Regions from separate parts of the Pan troglodytes genome. Here region 2 is linked to region 1. A link is a contact called in public HiChIP or PLAC-seq data. All regions are on one chromosome and are shown on one strand. The core of a region is the stretch at or near the end of the contact, and the rest is flanking DNA. Distances in the headings are between cores, read along the strand shown.

What was found. HiChIP or PLAC-seq counts read pairs in DNA pulled down with a chosen protein or histone mark.
Region 2: an H3K4me3 HiChIP or PLAC-seq map of stem cell-derived excitatory neurons shows a contact between it and region 1, with 11 times the contacts expected there. The contact joins the promoter of PRLH here to the promoter of COPS8 in region 1. A contact is called at or near these places in 1 of 7 Hi-C or Micro-C datasets (stem cell-derived neural progenitor cells) and 1 of 1 datasets of contacts at active chromatin or transcription factors (stem cell-derived excitatory neurons).

Annotation. Positions count from the first base shown.
Region 1 is chr13:139,249,934-139,257,013 of NHGRI_mPanTro3-v2.0_pri, reverse strand. COPS8 (COP9 signalosome subunit 8) reads right to left here and starts at 2,978. Exons shown (of 8, transcript XM_516177.9): 1 at 1,063-2,978. The coding sequence starts at 1,140. It overlaps LOC104005428 (a long non-coding RNA gene), which reads left to right and starts at 2,302. Exons shown (of 3, transcript XR_010149945.1): 1 at 2,302-2,950. LOC112208361 reads left to right here and starts at 5,188. Exons shown (of 4, transcript XM_063790316.1): 1 at 5,188-5,310. The coding sequence starts at 5,188.
Region 2 is chr13:139,733,415-139,740,494 of NHGRI_mPanTro3-v2.0_pri, reverse strand. PRLH (prolactin releasing hormone) reads right to left here and starts at 2,396. Exons shown (of 2, transcript XM_016950786.4): 1 at 2,247-2,396; 2 at 1,593-1,906. The coding sequence starts at 2,346. The coding sequence ends at 1,743. It overlaps LOC112208445 (U6 spliceosomal RNA), which reads right to left and starts at 6,165; the gene lies at 6,060-6,165.

The sequences.
Region 1 (7,080 bases), core at 1,729-4,228:
AACAAAACAACACAAAAATTTAAAAACCTCATTTACCCTGTAACTTTCATTTTTAAAATAATATTTTATAAATGCTAATTTTAAAAGTAAGCCTTTTTAGTCTAAGACTGTAAGTAATCTTATAGTCCCTATTATAGATTTAGAAACAGCTTAGAGAAGTATCAAACACGAAAATTCTGAGTATTAAGTTTATATTCGTCATCAGCTTTGATTTATCTCCCTTTGGGCTTCAGTTTCTTTATACATTCAAGAATATGTAAGTGGATCCCCTTCCCCAGTTCTCAAATTCCCATTAAATGATCTTACTATTATAAGAAACAAATTCGACAGATTCCTGAAGCATTCTGATTCTGCCCATTACATCAAGCGTCCTGAATAAGAGACAGAAAATCACCACAGCTGCGTTGCAAAGACAATTCTTTCCATTTTAACTCAACTGGAAAGTATCTATTATCTATTAGTGAGCTGCCGCTTCTGGATGTTGTCTCCTTTATTTAATTTTAACACTAATGATATAAACCCTTTTTAAGTGTCTAAGAAAAACATTAACTTTAACAGCTGCATAACTTTCATCTGTCTTACTGAAGACAAAATGGCAAGCTTACTTGATAACATTACAAGAAAGGCTTTGTGAGTTAAAAAAAAAGGTTACAACGGTCACATTTTTCTTGGTGTGTGTGTGAGTTGCGGTGTGTGTGTTAGTGTGTGTGTGTATACCAAGATCTTTAATAAAACCCACATTACTACCCTCTCCCAACCCGATACTGGGAAGGAAAGATGCCTAATTAATATGAGCTCATCGGTAGGTGCTGGAGCAAAGACGCACAGGGTTTTCGGGCTCACAGGCTGAAGACACATAACAAAAAGGTCCCGGCGAGTTCGGGGAGACCGGGCTAGGTCGGAGCAGGCTGCGGCGGTCAGGGATCCACACGTCCACCTCCCGCGCCCGCCCCGTGAGCTCCCAAAGCCCGCGAGCCTCAGACCCCGTTACCCTGGAAACTGGTGCCGCCCCGGGGCCTAAGACTACTCCGCAGTTTCTCCCAGCGCGACGCAAAGGGTTACCTCGAGCTCCTGGTTCTCGCACTGATCCAGCAACTTTTTGAAACTAAAGGCGCTTTCCGCCATCACCGCCACTGGCATCTTCGCGGCCGGCCTCGCCGCTGCACCTTCCGGACAGCCAAACCCCAGCCTGTCCCTCAGGCGTCGCGCCCGCGATGACGTTGAAAGCCGCCGTTGCCGCCGAGCGCCCCTGCGTACCAGACCGTCAGTTCCGGGGCGCCGTCAGACACGCCGCGGCCGGGATAGGGCGCCGCCGTTCTGGCCGGCTCTCTCGGTGCCCTGGAGGACCTGGCCGGCTTCGCGGGAAGCTGTACTCAGAGCGCGCGGCCGCCCTCTGGCAGGGAGGAGTTCGTTGCACTTTTGAGGGTTCTTCACGAAGACATCCAATACATAGAAAACAAGTAACAGCAACAGTAACGAATTTTTAAATATTAAAATTGCTGGGCAACACGACGGATCCTGCAGCTGCTCGGCTGTCCTGGTCGTCAGTGACGCTAGGGCTCCGCACCGTACCCTGCATACCGTAGGTGCTCACGAAACGTTCCTGAGTTCCCTGCTTTGAGGAGACAAGCTTAAAAACTCAGAATCTAAGGTGTGAGTCTCCCACACCTGCTTGTTGGGCAGCGTCCCCCGCCCGGGCTCGCCCTGCACGCCCCACCCCGGAGCCACGCTTCTCCAGCCGGGACCCCTGCCTCCTTCCAGGCTATTCTCGGAACCGCAGCCAGAGGGAATTTTTTTTTCTTTCCTGAAACGTAGAGCAGATCTGGTTACTCTTCTGCACAACGCCCTAAAATCTAGGGCCCTTCCCATCCCTCAGAATTTACATCTAATTCTCAGCTCCCCTCCGGCTTGCTGTAGCCATCCTGGCTTTTGTTTAGCACAGCACTTATTGTTAGCGACATTATATTGTATATTATTTATTAACATATTTGTGTTTTACATCCCTCACTAGACCCCCAGGAAAGAGGCTTTGATGTGTTGCCTGCTGCAAGGCTGGCTGCATAATTTGTGGAGCTCAGAGAAAAGTGCGGAGCTTCCTTGTTCAAAAAACAGAAAGAAAGTGCCTCTGAGGTCATAAAATATAAAACTTTCTCTTTCCTCTCAGTTTCTCCCTTTTCATAGTGTTTTTATGTGTTATTTAATATCATTCCAAGAAAAATTTAGATTTAAATTGTTAGCATGAAGTTCACCATCCATCTTTACGTTGTGCAATGCCAGTTTTAAATACTAATATAAGTGCACTGATCTCATATGTGGAATCACAGAAATTATGCAATTTGTACTTCATAGCTTATACATGCATATAGATTTTGTTTTTACCAGAACCACGCTGGTAAAAACAGATGCTGCACAAAGTTAACTTGCCCGTTTTCATCGCACTTTATGTGCACGAATTCTGCCTCTACTCTCGACCTGGGACTCACCGATGCGTAAGGAAGGACTGAAAAGCAAAAGAACTATGGACTGGCCTTTTGGCATGATCAGGTGTCTAATATAAAGAAGTGCATGAATAAGAAAATATATGATATGTGTGATGGTTAATACTGACTGTCAACTTGATTGGATTGAAGGATGCAAAGTATTGATCCTGGGTGTGTCTGTGAGGGTGTTGCCAAAGGAGATTAACATTTGAGTCAGTGGCCTGGGAAAGGCCGACCCACTGTTAATCTAGATGGACACCATCTAATCAGGTGCCAGTGCAGCTAGAAATGTAAAGCAGACAGAAAAATGCGAAAGGAGAGACTGGCCTAGCCTCCCAGCCTACATCTGTCTCCCACGCGGGATGCTTCCTGCCCTCGAACATCGGACTCCAAGTTCTTCAGTTTGGGACTTGGACTGGCTCTCCTTGCTCCTCAGCTTGAAGACTGCCCATTGTGGGACTTGTGATCATGTGAGTTAATACTTAATAAACTCCTCTCTCTCTCTCTCTCTCTCTCTATATATATATATATCCTATTAGTTCTGTCCCTCTAGAGAACCATGACTCATACAATATGGTTTCTTCATGCTTCTTAAGACACCACTGCCTTCTTTCTGCCTTCGAAACAAGTTTACTCTCTTAAGGGGAAAAGTGTGGCCTTTCGGGGTGTCAGCACCCAGCTCCCTCAGTTGTAGATACAGCACGAGTACCTTGTGCTCACTTTGAGTCTTGCTGGCCTCGCAACATCAGGGGTCCACAGGGAATTCAGTGTGCATGGTGCATTATGAATGCTGTATGGAACATCAGTGGCCACACGTAGAGGCCCGTTTCCCTGGCTCATGCTCCATTGTCTTAATGGACCTCACTTACAAACCACAAGTTTACAGATAAAATTATTAAGCATTTCAAGACAGAAACAGCCATCCTTGATTTTTTTTTTTTTTTTGGCGTAATCCACAACATCTCTGTGTGGAAATGATTGTTTAGTAATTCCCTGAATGAAATGTAAAGAAAAAAAAAAACACTAGTGTGTTCCTCAAGGAACTGCCAACATTAAATAGAAGGGCACATAAGTAGTTAGCAGAACTAGAGAGATCTTGGAGTAATAAAGCAACAGAGTTTCATCCACGGCTGCAAGGAAGAGAAGGACTGAGGGCAGTATGATTCTAAGATCACTTGACAGAACTATGAGGAGCAGGATTTTGAAGCTTGTAATAATGGTCTCTAACCCTTTTCGGGCAAAGAAATATTCAATAGAAGCCCTGCTTGGCTATTTGATCATTTAAAGGGAAAACTATAATGTGAACGCTTTGGCAGGTGCTTTGGGCCTCTAAGAGGTGGAAACCTACAAAGGTGGCTGTTTGCTGAATAGGAAATCTCGGTGAGGCTTTTGATACATATCACAGGTTAGAGGTGGAGATGGGGTGTCACTTAAAGGACTAAGCTGTTCTTTGGAAGGCCAGTACAGGAATTTGGGAGTTGGAGCCTGGGTGCCAGAGAGGGTAGGAGGAGAGTCCTTGGGGGGCAGAGAGGAGTCTCTGGGAGCAGTTGGGGTCTAAGGTGAGACCCTGGCCTGGACACTGGGAACTCCAAGTGGCAGTGAAGCACTGAAGTGTCTTCAGGGCTGTGATGGTTGACATTCAGTTTTAAGTTGTCACTGTACTGTGCTGGAGCCACCTTTCCCCCCAGACTTTTGATAGTAAATGAGAGAAGTGAAGGGGTACAGGAAAGGGCAGTGTGGTGTAAAAGGCTGTCATCTCCGGAGGTGCGACTCAGAAGAGGGATCGAGACTGGGAAGAAGCAAGAAAGTCAATGAGAGGCACCCACAAGGACCCTCTGTTCCTGGAGATGCTGGCTTTGGAGTGGGAAGGACTGCGTTTCTCTCTGCTCTTGCAATGAGGGATGGGGTCAGCGTGCTGAAGGGAATCATGCACTCCGGAGGCTGTAGGATGGGGGTCTCAGACCCATTACCACACCTGGTCTTCTTGTGCAAGCTGGCCTTTTTCCCATAACTCTTCTCTGGGAGAAGCACAGTGATTGAGGAGGTTGGAAATTGTACTAGGATGGCTGATGCAGTTTGGATGTTTGTCCCCTCCAAATCTCGTGTTGAAATGTGATCCCCGGTGTTGGAGGAGGGCCTCATGGGAGGTGATTGGATCATGGAGATGGATCTTTCACGAATTGCTTAATGCCATCCACTTGGTGATGAGTGAGTTTTCACTCTAGCAGTTCACGTGATATCTGGTTGTTTAAAAGAGCACGATATCTCCTCCCTCTGTCTTGTTCCCTGTCTTGCCATGTGGCATGCCTGCTCCCCCTTCACCTTCCACCATAATTGGAAATTTACTGAGGTTTCCCAGAAGCAGAAGCCGGCACTATGCCTCCTATACAGCCAACAGAATCATGAGCCAAAATAGACCTGTTTTCTCCATAAATTACCCAGTCTCAAGTATTTCTTTATAGTAACGCAAAAATGGACTAGCACAATAGCTAACTCAAAACTCTGAAATTTGACGTTTTTTGGTCCTATTTTCTTCCCTTTCAAAGTCTTCTTCTCCATTTGCTCCTGGGAACTATAGAGTCATTTATTATGAATAAGGTCCCTGAAGAAGTGATGTCACAAGGGCCTCAGGTGTGCTCCCGCCAGTTTCACACTGGTTGCCCATTTGCTTCGGGATCACAGTTTCCGTGGCTGGGTCTAGGGCCACATGATCTGTCTGATTCATGTCGTGAAGAAACCACAGCAAGCATTCATCAAGTGGCCCATCTCCCTTCCTGGGGCTCTTTGGCCCATGAACCTGCTCTTGAAGCTCTGGGATGTGGATGAGTCGGTCAGTGTGGGAGAAAGAGTGGGAGAGGAGAACGGACGATGAGCCCGGGTCACCTCTGTGCCCACAACACTCCCATTATGTCGGTCTGGATTGTAGCAGGAAACATATGGAATATGCAGTGTATTCATCTGTTTTCACACTGCTATAAAGAAATACCCAAGACTGGGTAATTTATAAAGGAAAGACGTTTGATTGACTTACAGTTCTACATGGCTGAGGAGGCCTCAGGAAACTTACAATCATGGCAGAAGGGGAATCAGGTACATCTTACATGGAGGCAGGTGAGAGAAGAGCAAAGGAGGAATTCTCAAACACTTATAAAACCGTCAGATCTCACCTGGGCGCGGTGGCTCACGCCTGTAATCCCAGCACTTTGGGAGGCCAACGTGGGCGGATCATGAGGTCAGGAGATCAAGACCATCCTGGCTAACACGATGAAATCCAAAAAAATACAAAATTGGCTGGGTGTGGTGGCACACACCTGTAGTCCCAGCTACTCGGGAGGCTGAGGCAGGAGAATCCCTGGAACCTGGGAGGTGGAGGTTGCAGTGAGCCAAGATCGCACCACTGCACTCCAGCCTGGGCAACAGAGTGAGACTCCATCTCAAAAACAAACAAACAAACACACACACAGAAAAACCCCGAAACCGTCGGATCTCATAAGAACTCACTATCATGAGAACAGCATGGGAGGAACCGCCTCCATGATCCAATCACCTCCCTCCCTTGACACATGGGGATTACAATTCGAGATGAGATTTGGGTGGGGACACAGAGCCAAACCATATCTCAGATTGGGCAATTTGAGGAAAATTTAATAAAATGGCTATTTACAAAGGTATTGGCAAGATACTGGAAAACTACAAAGGATAGTACCCCAGGGCTCACAATAGTTGACATCATTACCACCCCTAGAGTTTAAAAAGTGCACGAAGGGGAGTTCCACTTCTGTGGACACACTTCCCACTGAAACAACCATAGCTGGAGAAAATTTCTAAGAAAACTTAAAAGTTTCTGGAAATTATCTTAAAGGTATATAAAAAATGAAAAAAAATTATTCAATAAAATCTATCACAACTTGGTAAGAACAGAGAGAGTGTGTGGCATTTGAGCCATAATCTGCTCTTTCCAGCCCCGCACCTAGCTCAGCTTCATAGAAGCTCCACTGTGGGTGGATGTGGTCAAGAAGATGGGGCTTACTCTCCCTTCCGCTATTGAACAAGGGATAAGGTGTCTCACAAGAAGGCGAAGGTTGCAAGCATTTCTCATCCACTCCAACTCCAAGTTTAACGCTGAATTCCAGCTAACTGTGGCCAAGAGGCAGGAGGCTCCCTTCCTCCACCAAGCTCCCACTCATGGATGGAGACTATACACTAGGCATAACAGGTCTGGAATACAGGGGTCCTAATTGCCCTCACTCCAGCTTGCTTTCTGGGGTAAACATATATTCTGTGTCCAGTAGAAAAGCTGAGAAGATCAGAGGCTACCATTCCTGCCATGTGCCAGAGTAATGGCTCTGGCATCCAAAAACCAATCAGTGTAATAAGCCATATCAACAGAATAATGGATCAAAACACACGTTCATCTCAATAGATGCAGAATACATATATAAAACAAAATCCAACCTCCTTTTATAATAAAAACACTTACTGAACTAGGGAGAGAAGGGAACGTCTTCAAACTGATAAAAGACACCTATGTAAAACCTGCAGTTAACATTACATTTAATGGTCAATGACTGATGGCTTTTCTCTATGATCAGGAAGAAGA
Region 2 (7,080 bases), core at 1,147-3,646, 480 kb before region 1:
CACCTTGATCTTGGACTTCCTGCCCCCAGAACTGTGAGGAGTGAGTGTTTACTGGCTGAGCCTCTGTGCCTATGCTATCTTATTAGAGCAGCCCGAACTGACTAAGGCAATGGGCATTCAGGTCATGTCCACCCTTTGGCTACTGGGAAGGGTGCTGCTGTAAACGCTGCTGTGATGTGCTGAGCACCTGCCCTCAGTTCTCCAGGGTCTACACCTGGGGTGAATTGTTGGGTCGTTTGATAACTCCGTGTTTAACTTTTTGAGGGCTGTGGCCTCTTTAAGGCCTGACCCAGCCCCTGCTGCCTTAGGAGCAGGCCTTCCCCCCTTCCTGTTCCTGCAGGCTCACTCTACCCTGGCGAGGTGCTCAGGGCTGGAGGGGCTCCCCTGTAGCTGGGGAGGTGCAGTCACCCCAACTCAGCCCCGTGTAGGTGGTCTGGGCCTTGCCACTGGCCCCTCTGAGCATGGATGGCCAAGAGGGCTGTGGTCAGGATGGGCTCCTGAGATCAGCATCTGCAGGCAGGGTCCAGCAAGAGTCCAGGCCAAGCTTTGGGTTGGAGGGAGCTGGTGAAGCCTGTTACATGGCTGGGTGGAGGATGGGCCTTGGGGAAGGGGCTTGCACTCACAGAGCACCCACCCTGTGCCGGCTGGCGTGCAGGTGCCACGCCCACGGAGCTGAGGAATGAGGTAAGCGTTGCTGTTCTGTGGCATGCAGTTGTGGAAACTGAGGCTCAGTGATTCACGGGATGAACTCAATCTCCCAGGTGGTGCAAATGTGCCCCCAATGCCAACCTAAGCTACACCTGAGGCAGGATGTGGAGACATCCCCGTGTGATTTGAAAGGGACGCACGTGGCGTGGGAGCAATCTAGGTTCAAGTCTCCCTGCCATGGGTCAGAAACAATCCATGATGCATCTTCCCTGAGTAAGAGGGAGGCAAGACAGACTGCGATGAGAGGACTAGCAGTTGTAGGGGTTGCGGGGTGCGAGGATGAGTAGGTGGAGCCCAGAGGACTTCTAGGACAGTTAAACGACTCTGCATGATGCCACATCGTGTTGTTGTACATTTGTGCAAACCCACAGGATGCACAGCGTGGAGAGTGGGCTCTGACATACGCTGGTTGGGGATGGGGATGGGGATGTGTCAGTGTGGGTTCCTCGACTGGGACAAAGGCACCCTTGGTGGGGGTGTTGATCATGGGGGAGGCTGTGCGGATGTGGGGGAAGGGGGTGGATGGGAACTTTCTGTACCTTCTACTCAATTTTGCTGTGAACCTAAAGCTGCTCTGAAAAATAGTCTAAATAAAAAGGACTGAGGTTGAGGGGCTGCCCAGGGCTCAGGCTGGGGGCTGTGCTACCCTCCTATGGGGACAGTGTCCTGCAGAGTATGACGCGTGGCACCTCCTGGCCTTCTGCAGTGGACAGCCTGGGCAGCCACTCAGGGCAGCTTGGGTGTGGGGGTGGCTGTGGGCTGCCGGTGACCAAGGGTAGTCCCAGCGCCCCAACTCAGTGCCAAGTGCCCTCTGCCAAGTCACAAAGCCTTTTCTTCCAAAGAAGTTGCTGGGCTCTGAGGTTCTTTCTAGTCTAATGTCCCAGGAGGGAACAACTTCACAGTCACCACCACACAGTCGTGAATGTGTAACTGAAGACCAGAGCTTTTATTAGGATTGAAGGGAAAGGAGCCCAAAGGAGAGGAGAGGGTGGGGTGGGGGAGGCTCCAGAGTGATTTTCTTGACAAGCTGGCTGTCAGCCATCCTGGGACGACATAGCACCGCCTTCCAGGGGGAAGCAGGTCAGCCGGGGTCGCAGGCCAGGCTTGGGGACGTCCCCCAGGGTTGCCCTCCTCCGACCGAAGCGGCCCACAGGCCTGATCCCGCGACTGGCGTACCAGGCAGGATTGATGTCAGGGGCTGGAAAGGAAACAGCTGGAGCAGACCATGGGCACGTGTCCCCAGGGTGTGCTGTGTGCTCCCAGAGGCAGCGGGGCAGAGTGCACAGGCAGGGCCTCTCAGCCCAGTCGCCAGGCCATGCTGGGAGCCACCCAAGGAACAGGCACCCAGAGGTTCTGGCGAGGCCATTTCTGGGCGTGGGCTGGCTTTGGGAAGCAGGAGTTCAGAAAAGCACCAAGACTGACTTCCCTTTCCTCCCGCGCACCCCGTTCCTGCCAGGTTCTCGAGCGACCAGGCTGCACCAGGTTCTGGGGTGAGGGAGGGTGGGGTAAGGGAGGCTGACAGGGGTCCAGGCACTCACTGCGGATCTCCATGGAGTGCCGATGGGTACGACTTGCAGCTCCCCGCAGGGCCAGGCCCAGCATCAGCAGGCACAGGAGCCAGGCCCTCAGCACCTTCATCCCTTGGCTCCTCCGAGGAGGCCCCGCTGGAGGGGAGATCCAAATGAGGAGGACACGGCCTGGGGGAGAAGGGGCAGGAGCAGCGTCACACAGGCATCAGGGTGCGTGTGCACGGAGCTGGGACCTTGGGTAGAGTGAGCACTGTGTGTGAGAGAGAAGTATGTGCACGAGCCTGTGTGCATGTGAGTGCACATCTGTGTATGTATATGTGTACAAGAGGGTGTATGTGCACATGGGTGCATGTGTGTGTGTATGTGTGCAGGTGTGTATGTGTGTAGATGTGTGTATGTGTGCAGATGTGTGTGTGTATGTGTGTGTATGTGTGTATGTGTGCAGATGTGTGTGTATGTGTGTAGATGTGTGTGTAGATGTGTCTGTGTGTATTGTGTAGATGCGTGTGTATGTGTGCAGATGTGTCTGAGTGTGTGTAGATGTGTGTGGATGTGTGTGAGTGTGTGTAGATGTGTGTGAGTGTGTAGTTGTGTGTGAGTGTATGTATGTGTGTAGATGTGTATGTGTAGATGTGTGTAGTTGTGAGTGTATGTGTGTAGATGTGTGTATGTGTAGATGTGTGTGTGTAGATGTGTGTATGTGTGTCGATGTGTGTGTGTGTAGATGTGTATGTGTGTAGATGTGTATGTGTGTAGGTGTGAGTGTACGTGTGTAGATGTGTGTGAGTGTGTGTAGATGTGTGTGTATGAGTGTAGGTGTGTGTGTATGTGTGTAGATGTGTGTGAGTATGTGTGTAGATGTGTGTATGAGTGGTGTGTGAGTATGTGTGTAGATGTGTGTGAGTGTATGTATGTGTGTAGATGTGTGTATGTGTAGATGTGTATGTGTGTAGATGTGTATGTGTGTAGATGTGAGTGTATGTGTGTATGAGTGTAGATTGTGTGTATGTGTGTAGATGTGTATGTGAGTGTATGTGTGTAGATATGTGTGTATGTGTGCAGATGTGTGTGTGAGTGTATGTGTGCAGATGTGTATGTGTGATGTGTGTGTGTGTGTAGATGTGTGTATGTGTGTAGATGTGTCTGTGTATTGTGTAGATGCGTGTGTATGTGTGATGTGTCTGAGTGTGTAGATGTGTGTATGTGTGTAGATGTGTGTGTATATGTGTAGATGTGTGTATGTGTGTAGATGTGTGTGTATATGTGTGTGTAGATGTGTGTAACTGTATGTGTGTAGCTGTGTATGTGTGTAGGTGTCTGAGTGTATGTGTGTAGATGTGTGTATGTGTGTCAATGTGTGTGAGTGTATGTGTGTAGATGTGTATGTGTGTAGGTGTGAGTGTACGTGTGTAGATGTGTGTGTAGATGTGTGTGAGTGTATGTGTGTAGATGTGTATGAGTGTAGGTGTGTGAGTGTATGTGTGTAGATGTGTGTGAGTGTATGTATGTGTGTAGATGTGTGTGTAGATGTGTATGTGTAGATGTGTGTGTACGTGTGTAGATGTGTGTGAGAGTGTATGTGTGTAGATGTGTGTATGAGTGTAGATGTGTGTATGTGTGTAGATGTGTGTGAGTGTGTGTAGTTGTGTGTGAGTGTATGTATGTGTGTAGATGTGTGTGTTTATGTGTGTAGATGTGTGTGTGTAGTTGTGTGTGAGTGTGTAGATGTGTATGTATGTGTGTAGATGTGCGTGTGCACATAGCCACATAGATCTCCACGTGTTCCTCTGATCTGTGCTGGGGTGGGAATAAGCACAGAAACAGCAGTTAAACCTGGCTCTCTGCATGGTCCCCCACCCGCCTGTGACCCCATTCTCTCCTCTGCGCAATGAGGTGTTAAGTGAGAGGCTTCTGTGCGCGTCAGCCTCTAACGGGATCGGTCACATGTACATTGATGCTCATGATCAGAAAGCCCTCAGGAGTTGTGTGAGCTACGCGTTATAAAGGGGGGCTGTCATGGAACAGCCTTGGGTCCGTCTGTCCGCCTGTGTTAAGGGATCAGAAGGTGCAGCAGGCCTCTGCACGGCTGTGCATGTTGCACACCCAGGACAGCAGGTTTGTGGGGAGGTGCCCAGGGAGCTGCACAGGTGGAGGCAGCCCCTTGCTCAACCTCAGACATGGTTGGGGAGCTGGGGAGTGCCAAGCCTGGACCAGGCTCAGGGGCTGGATGGAATCCGGTGCACGGCCCTTTCCCACATTCATCTCAGCGCCTCCTAATGCCTGGTTCCAGCCTGCCATCCCAGCCCTGCTGGGGAATGTCAGCCGACAGCTGCGTGTTGTAGAATGAGTCTGCATCCTTTGCCCTAAGTAAGCCCACTCACCCTTGCCATGACACTAGATCCAGTCTTCTGAGGCTCCAAGGTAAACCTGTAGCATCTGGGACCTCTTCTCACAAGGCAGGGCCACTTCCTATCGGTGATGGGAGGGGGGGCTGCCGTGGATGACACCAGGTGCATAGAAAACCCCTTCCACCCCACTGGAGTGAAGATGCTGAAATGCCTAAACAGCATCCATCATGGCAGACCTGGAAACACCTGCTGCAGGCGCCCCTCCTCCTTCCTCCACCTGTGGCACTTTGGGTGCCATGGGAAGATGCCCGAGAGCTCCATCTTGCTCTGGGAAGGATCCCCCTGCTGACCTTGACTTTCCAGCCCCTCCCTGAGCCCCACAGAAAGTGCTCTCCATCAGAACAATTTAAAATGCCTACTCCTTTCCTTTTTAGAGACCTGGCGGGGCGTCCCATGCTAGGTGGGGTGGGGGGTTCCCCAGTCTAGAGGAAATGGAGGTGCCACCTTGAAGAGTGATAAAGAGATGCATCCCAGCAGGCTGGCCGTTTGCATTTCCTCTGGCACGGGACCCACGCCACCTGAGGGGTGTCCGAGAATGCTAACGATGCTCACTTGGCTCCTGATCCCCAAAGACCTGCCTCCCTGAGAGGTGGAGACTTTGGCTGGCTGCCCCGTGGGATTTCCTGGTCAGCGGAGTTGAATGGGACGTCTTTGCCTGGAGTCTCCACCATGGACAGCGCCGGAGCCTTGGTGCCCTGGGAGGGCAGGGTGGCTTTGGATGCAAGAACCCAGGGGCCAGCCGTCTCTGCCTCTCCTGCTTAGGCCTAGCCTCAGCTGCCAGGAGAGCAGGCAGGGTCTCAACCCGACCCACACTCAGACAGCAAGGGAAGATTTTACAAAGTAGCAAAGCAGAGGGCCCAAGCTCCAGCGCCTGGATATGAAACTCACCGTTCTCGAGTGTGGTAGAGGAGCTGTCCTGGCTACGGGTGCAGTGGAGCCGAGGAGGCAGGAGCCTCTGTTCCCCTTTTATAGCCCCTGAGAGGATGAAGCCAGCACCCCCAGGTGCCCTCCCCCAAGCCAGCCTGTCTCCCTCACAGGGCGGCATCAGGAGCGAGCCTGTGTCTTTTCTCGTTCCTTTATTAAAAAAAAAAAAAAAAACAAAACTCATCAGCGATGCAATTTGTTCCTTCCTGGGTTATATAATTTCATTTGGACCAAGTGGTTTTAAAACACATTAGCTTCTCTTCTTCGTGCTCGCCTTCGGGCAGACTGCAGTGTCAAGTGTCCGCTGGGCCTCACAGATGGGGCTCCCGGACTCCTTCCAGTCCTCTCTCCCTGCCTTTAAATCACTGTGTTCGCATTCAAGGGAAAGGTGAGAAGGGACAGTCGCCAAAGCCCAGCACTGCGGCTTTGTATCTTTGCGATCTTCTCGGTCCTCGTTCATTCACCTGCCTGACTGTCCTACCTGCATTTGTCGTATGCACACCATGTCTTCCTCATTCTGTAACTTCCGCGCAGGGGCCATGCTAATCTTCTCTGTATCGGTCCAATTTTAGTATATGTGCTGCAGAAGCAAGCACTCTATAACTTACAACAGGTGGTTTCTAGACTTTTACAGTCTTTATAATTAATGTTTAACATAAACAAGTTTATTATTCTCATAAGACAAGCTTATTTTTTATTATAAAAGAAACAAATACATTTTTTATTATTAAAGCAGTTCATATACATTTGGAAAAATATTAGTGCATACAACAAAATAGAAAAAATAGCACTGATCATGTTAAAGAAACTGCTCGTGGCCAGGTGTGGTGGCTCATGCCTGTAATCCCAGCACATTGGAAGGCCGAGGCGGGTGGATCATGAGGTCAGGACTTCGAGAGCAGCCTAACCAACATGGTGAAACCCCGTCTCTACTAAAAATACAAAAATTAGCTGGGCATGGTGGCTCACACCTGTAATCCCAGCTACTCAGGAGGCTGAGGCAGCAGAATCACTTGAACCCCCTGGAGGTGGAAGTTGCAGTGAGCTGGGATCCTGCCACTGAACTCCAGCCTGGGCGACAGAGCGATACTCTGTCTCAAAAAAAAAAAAAAAAAAAAAAAAAAAAAAAAAGCCTCTCGCTTCTACATTTGATGCATTTTCTTCTAGTGAGCTTCCGACATATTTTCTGGGTAGATTGATCACATTTATACATGTTGAATTTCCTTCTTTTCACTTAACACTGTAACAATCACATCCTCAAGTTGCCAAAAAATCTGTAAGTTTGTGCCATTTTAAGTAACTGTGCAATGTTCTACCATTTAAGGTGGATCTAAATCATTCATGTTCTGAATAATTATAGGTTATACTCATGACCACTTATATGCAGTTGAGTACAATCTTTTTAAGGAAAATTTCTGGAGAGGAAACTTGGCACGTGCTTCCCATGGATTGACGCAGATGGTCAATGTGCCACTTCCATCCTTTAGGAAAAGCTTCTTGGCAATACTTTC